Linked DNA regions of Gasterosteus aculeatus: region 1 is linked to region 2. The links are chromatin contacts, called in public Hi-C maps. All regions are on one chromosome and are shown on one strand. The core of a region is the stretch at or near the end of the contact, and the rest is flanking DNA. Distances in the headings are between cores, read along the strand shown. Region 1 holds the start of tprg1 (tumor protein p63 regulated 1). Region 2 holds the start of smx5.

Region 1 (5,255 bases), core at 2,622-5,121, 150 kb after region 2:
AGATTGACATGAACGTTTTTTATTTTTGCATGAGCTGAAACGATGTGATCTGTATTAATCATATCATGTTCCCTTTCAGGTTGTTTGCTATTAAGCAAGACGCATACGGCGAGGCAATATATGTTACACATGTTGTAATCACATGTGTAGAACATGGATTTGCTCCCTCTGGTCCCTCTTGCCCTGCTGCTGTTGTCGCGTCATCGCTGGAACAACACTGCCCCTTGGTGGCCGACTCGGCTCGCTCCCTGGACTAAACTCTGTCTCTGATATTTGAACTACAACTGAACTTATAAGACTCACTCCAGGACCCGTGAGGGGAAACAACGCTTGATGAAGGAATCTGCAACTGCTTGTATCGCCTCCCCTCCCGTTCTGCTGCTATGATTTAGTATCATGCGAATAAAAACATACCGTACGGACAATGTGTAGTTATTTCTTTTAATAAACTAAATCAATTGCGTCTTATAACTACTGGATTTCATTAAGTTGACTGCAGCCAGTTTGGTTTGTTGACAAATTCCACTTCAGCTCTTTTGCTGAAGTGGAAGTTATGCTAACTCTCACAATATTTTAAATGTTCTAAATTATGTTATTTGAACAAGCCATGAGCCTGTATTTGGTCTACGTATTAAACGTTTGATATAATGTCTTAACTAAGCTTTTCATGATGCCAGTAGAGTGATTGTCAGACAAAGTCAAGCTGGCGTCATTTCTCCATATTCTTGTTACTTGTAACTTCATCCCTAACAGGGAGGAGAATCTCCTCAATTGACAAAAGAAAAGAAAATAAGCGCATTTTGCAAAATGTCAGACTTTTCCTTTAATTAGAAAAACCCACACTTTTTATTTATTATTTATTTTTTCTTATGTGTGTTTAATATATTCAGCGCTTAACCCCAAATGTGAACCAAACATTCATGTGAGACTGTGTCTCCAACCTGGACGTAGAGGGTCAGGGCCGAGACTCTTTTATCTTTGAGAAATCAACGCCACGCTGATTTACTGTACGTGTGTACTATCACTTTCAGGCTCCCCTGAAACGTCCCTGTGAACCCGAAGCTGACCGGTCAGGTCCGGGTCTGACAAACCGTTGTCTGCACTCATCTGGACGAGGAGCCTCCGGGCGGCAAACACTGCGCTCAGCTCACGGTCGGTGTGTGCAGCCACATCGTTGTCCTCACAAGACAACACGCACTGGTCCCGAGATGCACGTTGCTGTCTGACAGAATGAAGTGTTCAAATGCGATGCAAAAGTTAACCATGAGAATTGCAAAATTGTATGTAATGTAAAAAGATAAATCTAAATATATATTTATGGGAAACTTTCCTTAATGTTGCTTTACTAGCGTGATATATTACCTTCCTGTTGCTTTGCAATAATATCCAAACAGCGTGACTCATACGGCTGCTCTGACGATTCCTTTTTTTTATTTTTAGCGTATTTTTCTGTTGTGAAAACAAATGAAAGAAGACCGAAACCTAGACTCAAGCCATTTGCCATCACAGACAATTGGGGCTTTTGCTGAACTAAATCACTGAAGGTTAGGAGTTTTCCAGCTCATTAGGCTTGAGCAGAGTTAACGAAGCCCATCGCCCGCCCCCCCCCCCCCCCCCCCCCCGCGCTCTGGTCCCAGCATTACTCACAGGCTAAGCAGGCAAAAAGAGGCTGCCGGTGTTGCTACGCCTCAGCAGGCCGCTGCGCGCACACCCATCGTGACCGTGGAACCTATGGGGTCGCAGAGGTCTAGGCAACAGCTGCTGATCCCGTGTGCGGTCGATCAGGCCTTGCTGCGACGTGGATAAACAAACACATACGTGCTGGGACACACTTGAATCACTTCCATCCAGCAGGCACATTGGTTTAAAGCCCCGGACATGTTTGTGTGTATGTTTTGAGTTGTCAAGTCAATGGATGTCATCTCACAGTTGATGCTCCAGCCCAGATTCAACCAACTCGTCTTTGCTTTCCACAAGTGTACGACAGGCTCAACATGAAGAAATATAATTTACATGTTAAAATGATTTCTTCTCTTTCTTTCTTAAATGATTCTCATTTAAAAGGTGATATACAAATATGTACTCAGATAGGAAGAAGAACACATTTTAAAACAACAGGTTGATCGCGAAGGCAGTGCTGGTAGATCGCCTGCCATTGAAAATAAATCATGCCGGGTCACCCGCACATGCGTTGTTTCACGGTACCATGAGGTTTTCTACACGCGTGATACGAGGCTGATATGAAATATATGTATGAAACATATTGTTATATTTAGAAATGTTGCCATGTGTCTTCTGCACGTTTGGTCTTTAAGAGTTACATTATTTTTTATATAAATGCAGTAACTTGCCTCTTTCTGTATTTGAAAAACAATATAGCAGCTGAAAATTATAGTTCAGGATCAATAGGGTGTTTGGGGGCTTGTGTACAAAGCCGTACAGTGCATCACATGATATATAACGTTGCACAGTACAACTATAAAAACAAATAAGACTGTCTAAGATGCACTTAAACATATGAATATGATAAGTTACTGGCGTCTACAAAGGACAGCACATGCTCACAATGCAATCATGCTGTCCCATTTCAATGAAAACATCCACAGAAAATGTGACATCTATTATTTAACCTATTATTAATTCATAGTAAATTCCATTGGTGATAAACATGTATGTGACAACACTAAAAAAAACTGCATGGAGACACTGAAGTATGAACCCAAGGCAGCAGTGAGCATTTCCAGCTATGTAGTGTTGATTTCCTTGGCCTAGATACAAGAACATGGAGCATTTGTATCCTTGCTCCTCCAAATGATGTGATGCATCATGGGTCAAAAGGGTTTCCAAGTTCAACGGTTTACGCAGAGCAGGAAGCAGAAATCCACTGATCTGACGCAGCCATGCTGAGATACTAAAACTGCCACCAGGTCTGTGATTCAATTATGCTGCGGTCTTCAGTTTGGTGTTATCACTGTATTGAGTAAAGGAAGGGGATCAAAAGGTTTCATGGAGATTTCTTTCTTTCACAAAAAGTCCAGCTTCTTGTTAGAGCAGAGTAAAACTTCTTATTCAATCATCTCAAAAGCAAACATGCTCTGGACTGAAAGAAGGAATAACATGACAGCAGACTTAAAAAAAAAACATAACCAACACGATGGTTTCATTATGTTCCTGTCCAGTTGGATTGTGAATTTCATTGAGAACTATAAAATGATATTTCTCTATGACAGTGTGGGCACGTTAAGCTTGACGAGATCCAACCACACACATATGATGAATATTATGAAATTTGAGTGTAAATAGTCATATTGAAGAAGACATAACCATGGTAGTAATCATGGTAGGTGGACCTGCAATCTCAGGCACACATGCAATAATTATGAAAATTGAATGTTCCTTATCAAAAACACTAACATGTTGTGGACAATAAAGCCATATTTTGTATCAAATAACCACTTTATTACGGACACTTAGCAGAGCAGTGTGTGGGAAAACTATTATATTAAATGAAGGAAACATATTCAAGGCAACTTATCATTGTACTGATATGTGTGTAGATGTTTGGCCATATATAATATGACCTCAATTCATCCTTCTGCTCCATTTTCACGATGATTGTGATTCTGATGGGGACACCAAAGGCACTTTATAGTACCCAGGCCCACGAGAGGCAGGAAACTACAAAATAAAACAGGAAAGAAACCCACACGGTGACATAACTAGGACAATAAGAGCATCCGGTTAAAGCTCTGTTGCTATGGGTTTGGCTGGCTTGTTGACTTTTTACACTATAGTCAGATGCTAACTTCTGTCTGATTTGGTAAGAAGATCAAAATATTTTCTATTTATGAAAAGGATAATGGCTATTTTCGTCATTTAATTCAGTATTCATGGAAGGAAGCTCCCTTCAGGCAGGTAATCATAAGCCGTTGGCTGGAATGTAACTTATAAAACACCTCATTTAACCCTCAAGCAGACTGGTGACGTGGACATCTCTGACTACCTACTTTTTTGATGAAAAAAAAACTATGAAATCGAACGAGGACATATTAACTTATTGACAGCAGGGTGTGTCGTGGGTACGTTGCCTCCTAACAGGTAGATCTGGTCAGGCAGGTGGAGGAACAGACGCAGTGAAATGCGCTGTGTCCGTGGACCAAACCTCCACCTCCACTCGCTTCATTCACAAACCCCCTCCAGTCAGTACGGAACCAGCCGTAGACGTTAGCGAGCCGATTCGCAGACTGGTGCCGGTGCAGCTCGCGCACCGTCGACAGAAAGCAGTAAAACGGCCCGAGTGTCGCGCTGCGTCGCGCACGCGCCCAACAACGCACGTTGGTCGGAACAAGGAAGTTAATTCACCTGCGCCGCTGTCCGGACCCGCTGAACCCTTCAACCAGACATCACAGCGACAAGTAAGTCCCTCAACTCTGCTTTAACTCAATCAAAGGGGATTTAACTTCAGCGACATGAACGTCAGGGTGAGTGTGACAGGGTGAGTGTGACAGGGTGAGTGTGACAGCGATTCTCGATACCGGGGAAGTTGTGCCCCCAACGTGACTGTTGGAGGCAAAGCTTTAAACACAGGCCTCGCAGCCGTCATTAACCTTTTTAACTTGGTATAAATATCTGTTACACAAGTGTTGCTAATGTGGACACACGTGTCGTTGAAGCCCCGACATGGCAGCAGCCGAAGAGGAGAGAACGAAGCCCGGCGAAGAGGAGAAGCAGCCTCCGCTGGGCTCTCACACGGAGCCGCCTCCCCCCACGGAGGACCCGCAGCAGCCTCCCCCCACGGAGGACCTGGGTCACACGGAGCCGCCTCCCCCCACGGAGGACCTGGGTCACACGGAGCCGCCTCCCCCCACGGAGGACCCGCAGCAGCCTCCCCCCACGGAGGACCTGGGTCACACGGAGCCGCCTCCCCCCACGGAGGACCTGGGTCACACGGAGCCGCCTCCCCCCACGGAGGACCTGGGTCACACGGAGCCGCCTCCCCCCACGGAGGACCCGCAGCAGCCTCCCCCCACGGAGGACCTGGGTCACACGGAGCCGCCTCCCCCCACGGAGGACCTGGGTCACACGGAGCCGCCTCCCCCCACGGAGGACACGGAGCCGCCCGAGGGCCCGGAGGAGCGGGCAGCGGAGGTCGGAGCCGCCCGCCCCCCGCGGGGTGACTCCTCCGTGGAGCCCTCTCTGCAACATTTTAAGATAAGAAGATTCTTCGTGCTGAGGGTAAAAACTTGCGGTAGTAG
Region 2 (5,318 bases), core at 2,282-4,781:
AGGTTTGATATAGCTGTTTTTAAAACAGATATGTATGCAAATCACATAGAAACATGGTTTACAATGGTTATATTTTTAAAGGGGAAGCATTTCACACGTTACATGTCCTGAGAAAACATGGGAATAGATTTGTACGATGATGTTGTGAAGGGGAACCTTCCAAAGGGATGTGGGGTTGATAGGTGTGGGTCCCACAGAAGACAGAGGTCCCACACTGGAGAGTGAAAGTTCATTCATCTCAGTGTCCGCTGCACCTCTCGTTTAATGTCGTGTCCCTTAATTACATTTAATGAGACGTTCTATCTCACAGGATGTACCAATGACATCATGACAAGTGACCACTCGCCGTTATTTGCCACATTTGAAGTCGGAGTAGCCTCACAGTTTGTCTCCAAGCAAGGTATGATCACTGTCTTTGACCCCTATGCAGATCACTTCATGTCATCCGCTCTAAAATTACACGTCCTTTTTTTTGGTCTCACTTTTCAGACCCGAACAGTGCACCTCAAGGCGGAATACAGATCATGAACTGTGTGGCCACCTTGTTGACAAAGTCGAAGACCAAGTTCTTCATTGAATACCATTCCAGCTGCTTGGAAAGTACGTCCAGGCTCTTGTGACTGACCCACATCGCATTGTAATCCAAGGTTTTTTAAAAATGCTTAGAGGATCGACATGAATGAGTCTGTTAATGTTTACAGAAACAGTCAAGACGTTGGAGGGAGAGAACACAGAGCACTTGGACGGCTCGATAAAAGTCTGGTTCGGCAACCAAGTGGAGGTAAAACGGGGGAAGGAGCTTTCAGCGTGGACAAAACCTTGTTGCGCTTAGTCATTACATTACACGTCTTTTAGCTGGCGCTTTTGTCCAAAGCGACTTACAATGAGTGCATTCAACCATAGGGATACAAACTCGGACGAACAGGAAACAAGAAAGTGCCATTTCCTCAAAGTCACCGCAGTGCCACGTCTCTTTTCTCCTCTAAGCTCACCCCCATCATCTCGGATCCAGAGTACCTGCTGGACCAACACATCCTGATCTGCGTGAAGTCGACGGACTGGGACGAGTCGTACGGTGAGTGAAGTGACGCACGGTGATGCAACGTGAATGCGTCCAGCTGAGCGGCAAGAACCATCAAACCCGGGGTGTCTTGTCTCCAAAGGGGAGGGTTGCGTTGCGCTACGAGCTGCCCAGTTCGCCTACACCGAGTTTCAGATCACGCTGACTCACCACGGAGAAAGGACGGGCACTCTCACGGGTGGCATCCAGTTACGCACCTCGGAGGGCACTCCCACCGAGAAGCTATACGGTGAGCCTCCAAATACGCTCCGGACTCACCCGTCAAACGCTTTCTGCTGCAGCTCTCGTAGCGTCATGTCGTATTTTGCTTTCAGATTTCATTAAAGTCGAAAAGGATGACGCTGTTGCTTCCAAAGGCAAAGGCAGCGACACAAACAGGTGAGGCTTTTTATCGCCCGGCTACCTTTCAAAACGTGTCAAGAGCGACATCGGGGGTTGAGATATCTTTCTGTCTTCAGGTCTTCCGCCACCCAAGCTCATGATATTTCCAACCCAAATTATGTCGGGATGTCCTTTAAAAGTGGGCATGTGGTGGATAAAGGTTGGAGCTACAGCATGCCACCAAAACACATACCTACCGACAAGCAGGGCGGTTACGACGCGGGAAACACACGCAGTCCCGCGGGAAAGCCCATGTGAGTGCCTTTGTTCTGCTGCAGAAAATCACCCCCAAAAAATAGCTGATGTGATTCAGGAGAAAGTGAAAGTGTCCCGTTGTCCCCAGGGCTGAGGATGAAAAGCCGTCAGCGATGTTCGACAATCCGTTATACGGTGCGATGGGAAAATCACGGGCCAAGGACCAAGACCACCCGCCGAAGGACCTCCTTGTGCCGCCAGATCCAAACTTCCCCAGCTTCAAACCGGCAGATAGCGACCCCGATCGCCCCCCAGTGCCGACCCCGCGCCACCGCTCCTTCACCTGCTCCGAGACCAAACCCCCGCCGCCGACCTGCATTCCCTCGCGGGCCTCGGCCCACAAGAAACCAGTGGTGCCGTCGCGCTCAGAGGGGGGGTTCGCGCCAGAACGTCCTCCTTTGCCTTCCAAGTCCCGGCCCGGCGTGCCGGAGCCCCAGAACCCCAGAGACTACAGAGAGAGCGCCGAACTCCTCGGCAAACTCAGGCCGCCGGCGAGACCTGGCCAGCCGCCGCCTCCAAAAGACCGTAGGGAACGCTCGCTTTCTTTCTTTATTTCCCCAGCAAATATAATATGTATAATGGAGCTCTTTGTTTTTCCGCAGTGCACGCTGACGTTCCAAAGGCCGGGCGTTCCGTGAAGTGAAGCAAAGCTGCAGCGACTGTGCAGCTACCTGCTCTGCATTGTTGGAAACATTAAAACCGAGGATACCACTAGCTTAGCATAGAAACCCGTAACAGTGGAGCATATAAAGCTCGTCCATCACCAGTTCCTTCGGTTTTTAGTCCTGATGCTAAGCTAAGCTAACTGTCCACTGGCTATTATTTCATATTCTTTGCCCTAACATGAGCCTGGCCTCAGTCTTGTTGTCCAATTCGTGGCAAGAATGAAAAATGGTGTGAAACTTTTCCCTTGAAGTTATATAAAAAAAGAGCAAAACATTTATATTATAGAAAGATTGCATTAAAACGTGGGTTTGGAATCAAACTGCCCATTCGATAAACTTTACATATCATGTGGAGAATTACACTATACAGTAGCTGACAAATGTGTACCGCACAGTATTATCCTCCACAGACATGAACATGTCTACCATGAAGATGTACAATAAATTCTCAGGTGCTAACAAACAGCAACTGGATTTGGTAGTTTCAGATCTATATCACAAACTCATCTCAACAGTCTGAGACAAGATGTAGTTCTTCATTGTTTGCTTCCATCTGCTGTTGCATAAAAGAACTGCATGCAGTCCATATATGAACCCCTAAATAATCTTAATTCTCATGTGGTTTGATCAGTGTGTAAATGTAATCTGCACATTCACATATTTGCTCATGTGCACAAGCAAGGAGACAAGAGTTTCTTTGCCACTTCTCTTTTTCTTTAAAATTGAATATAATTTCTACAACTATTGCATATTTGTTTCTATCCTTAATCCAATTATTGCACCTCCTGAGGAGATGAATAAAGAGGACGATTACATTTGCTGCATACAAATGTATTTTCTTTACAGCAATCCCACCAGGATCACCTATAAACACATGAGTTACTTTTTCATCTGAGACGTAGACGTATGTAACCATTCACAATGGGCCCCAGGCAGACAATGCTTAATGTCACGGGTCAACAGGTCAAAAATGTGCAATCATAGTAAACCCTGCAGGGTTTTAAAAGATATTCAGAACATTTATAGTTGAAGTTCCTGTGCCTCAAGATCTATAAAGAAACTTGCTGAAAAGCCTTGCAGGTGTCCACAGTACTAGCAGACATAATAAACACTTACGAATATGTAATATCTCCCGAGTCCAACAGATAAACCGCCTGATAGTAATTCCACGGACTCACTTTGATGCCACGTGGCTGACTAACACGCGTTATGGTCCCATGGTTCGCGTAACAAATCACAATAGACTTCGACAGTTAAGCGTCAATCCCGCTGACACGGAGCGCATCTCTGGCGCCCTCGTGTGGTATTTGTCAGTAGCTGCACCCCGATTGGGCGCAGCAATATTACGTCATCAGCACTCGACGCACATCCGCAAGAAGCCAACAGCAATAATGGTAAGAACTACGCTTTGGAAATAGTCATTTGTTCTAAGTTTCCATTGAATGTCTTATTTGAAAAGTCGCCACGCCGCTAGTCAAGTATTTATATCTCACCACACAGCCGAATGGGGTTGATTGTGTTTGCTGTCTGCATACAGGTATCGTGCTTAGCATGTAGCCCGATGCTAACAAGAGCGTTGTCATGTCGTTGTGTTTCTTTTTCTAGCTTTTCTACTCGTTTTTCAAGTCGCTGGTGGGGAAGGATGTGGTGGTGGAGCTTAAAAACGACCTGAGGTTAGTATTTTCCGAGAAAGTCGTGTGGCCTTTTAACACCGTTCGATTTAGCCGCCATTATTTATCGTTAGCTGTGGTGGAAGAAAGGTGTGCACGCTTCAAATGACCCTTCTGGCTAACGTGAACTATTGTAATGTCTTGGAATTTGAATACAGTATAGTTTAAAAATAATTGGTTATTCTTTATTTTTGGTAAAATATATTATAGTAGACTGCATGTGTAGGCCAGTGATTAGAACACCTCCGCTCCGGTCAGCTGTATTTCTGATCTAGAAACGTCTCAATCGGTTTAATGCTGCCGTCTCTCCTTCCAGCATCTGCGGGACGCTTCACTCCGTTGACCAGGTTGGAAATCGTGAACTATTTCCCTCACTTTGAATAAAAGCTGTAAGAACTGCGGCTGTTCGACGTTTATTTGATTGACGAATTATGACTTATCTCTGCCTGTGTGTTTTTCAGTACCTGAATATCAAGCTCACAGACATCAGTGTTACTGATCCAGAGAAATATCCACACATGGTAAGTCTTTGCTATCACCCGCTGTCCCTTCTTTTGAGATATACCTATTGAAAACCCTAAATGTTCAGTGTGAGATCTGAACTATCCAGGCCTTTGTTAACAGACCCAAAAAACAAACGGGACATTGTTTGATCGCCTTGAAGCTTCGTGGCTTTTGTGAGAATTTCCTTTAAACATGATTTTAAGGTGGGGTCTCGGAGCCCCTCGCTGTAAAACAATGCTCCGGACAAGGATTTCTCTTAAATCCCAAATATACACACTTTATGAAGGTAATATGAAATATATGTAAAATAAATGTATATATTACAATACATTACAATATAATACAATATATGCATAACATGGCAAACATGCCACACAAAAGAATTTGTCACACACTAAACTCCATCTAACAGAACGTTTATTCGGACAGATCTGCATTTGTGTTCTCGCTGCCTTGAATGAATTCTCTTCAAACTGCGCATTTTGATTTTTCTTTTTTCTAGTTATCCGTGAAAAACTGTTTTATCCGTGGATCGGTGGTCCGGTACGTTCAGCTGCCCGCTGACGAGGTGGACACTCAGCTCCTGCAGGACGCTGCGCGAAAAGAAGCAATGCAGCAGAAGCAGTGATTAACCCAAAGGATGTGGGGGGGTCGGGGTCGGGGGGGGTCAAGGGGTTCTGACCGTGAATTCTTATATAGTTTTGAGTTACATTCAAGGTGAGATAGTTTGTGCATCTCTTGTGATTCAGCAGTGTTGGTCAT

The links. Hi-C and Micro-C count contacts between places; a contact is called where the count stands out from the background.
Region 1: a contact with region 2 is called in a Hi-C map of skeletal muscle, with 8 times the contacts expected there. The contact joins the promoter of tprg1 here to the promoter of smx5 in region 2. A contact is called at or near these places in 6 of 6 Hi-C or Micro-C datasets (blood and trunk muscle, liver, skeletal muscle and 2 more).

The regions. Positions count from the first base shown.
Region 1 is chr8:4,695,772-4,701,026 of fGasAcu3.hap1.1, forward strand. tprg1 (tumor protein p63 regulated 1) reads left to right here and starts at 3,872. Exons shown (of 6, transcript XM_078107639.1): 1 at 3,872-4,495; 2 at 4,674-5,235. The coding sequence starts at 4,470.
Region 2 is chr8:4,541,525-4,546,842 of fGasAcu3.hap1.1, forward strand. smx5 reads left to right here and starts at 3,532. Exons shown (of 5, transcript XM_040183623.2): 1 at 3,532-3,776; 2 at 3,988-4,055; 3 at 4,369-4,399; 4 at 4,514-4,573; 5 at 5,059-5,318. The coding sequence starts at 3,600. The coding sequence ends at 5,184. inpp5d (inositol polyphosphate-5-phosphatase D) reads left to right here. Exons shown (of 27, transcript XM_078107629.1): 19 at 311-400; 20 at 490-600; 21 at 702-781; 22 at 904-1,075; 23 at 1,164-1,310; 24 at 1,396-1,459; 25 at 1,540-1,716; 26 at 1,806-2,242; 27 at 2,320-3,206. The coding sequence ends at 2,360.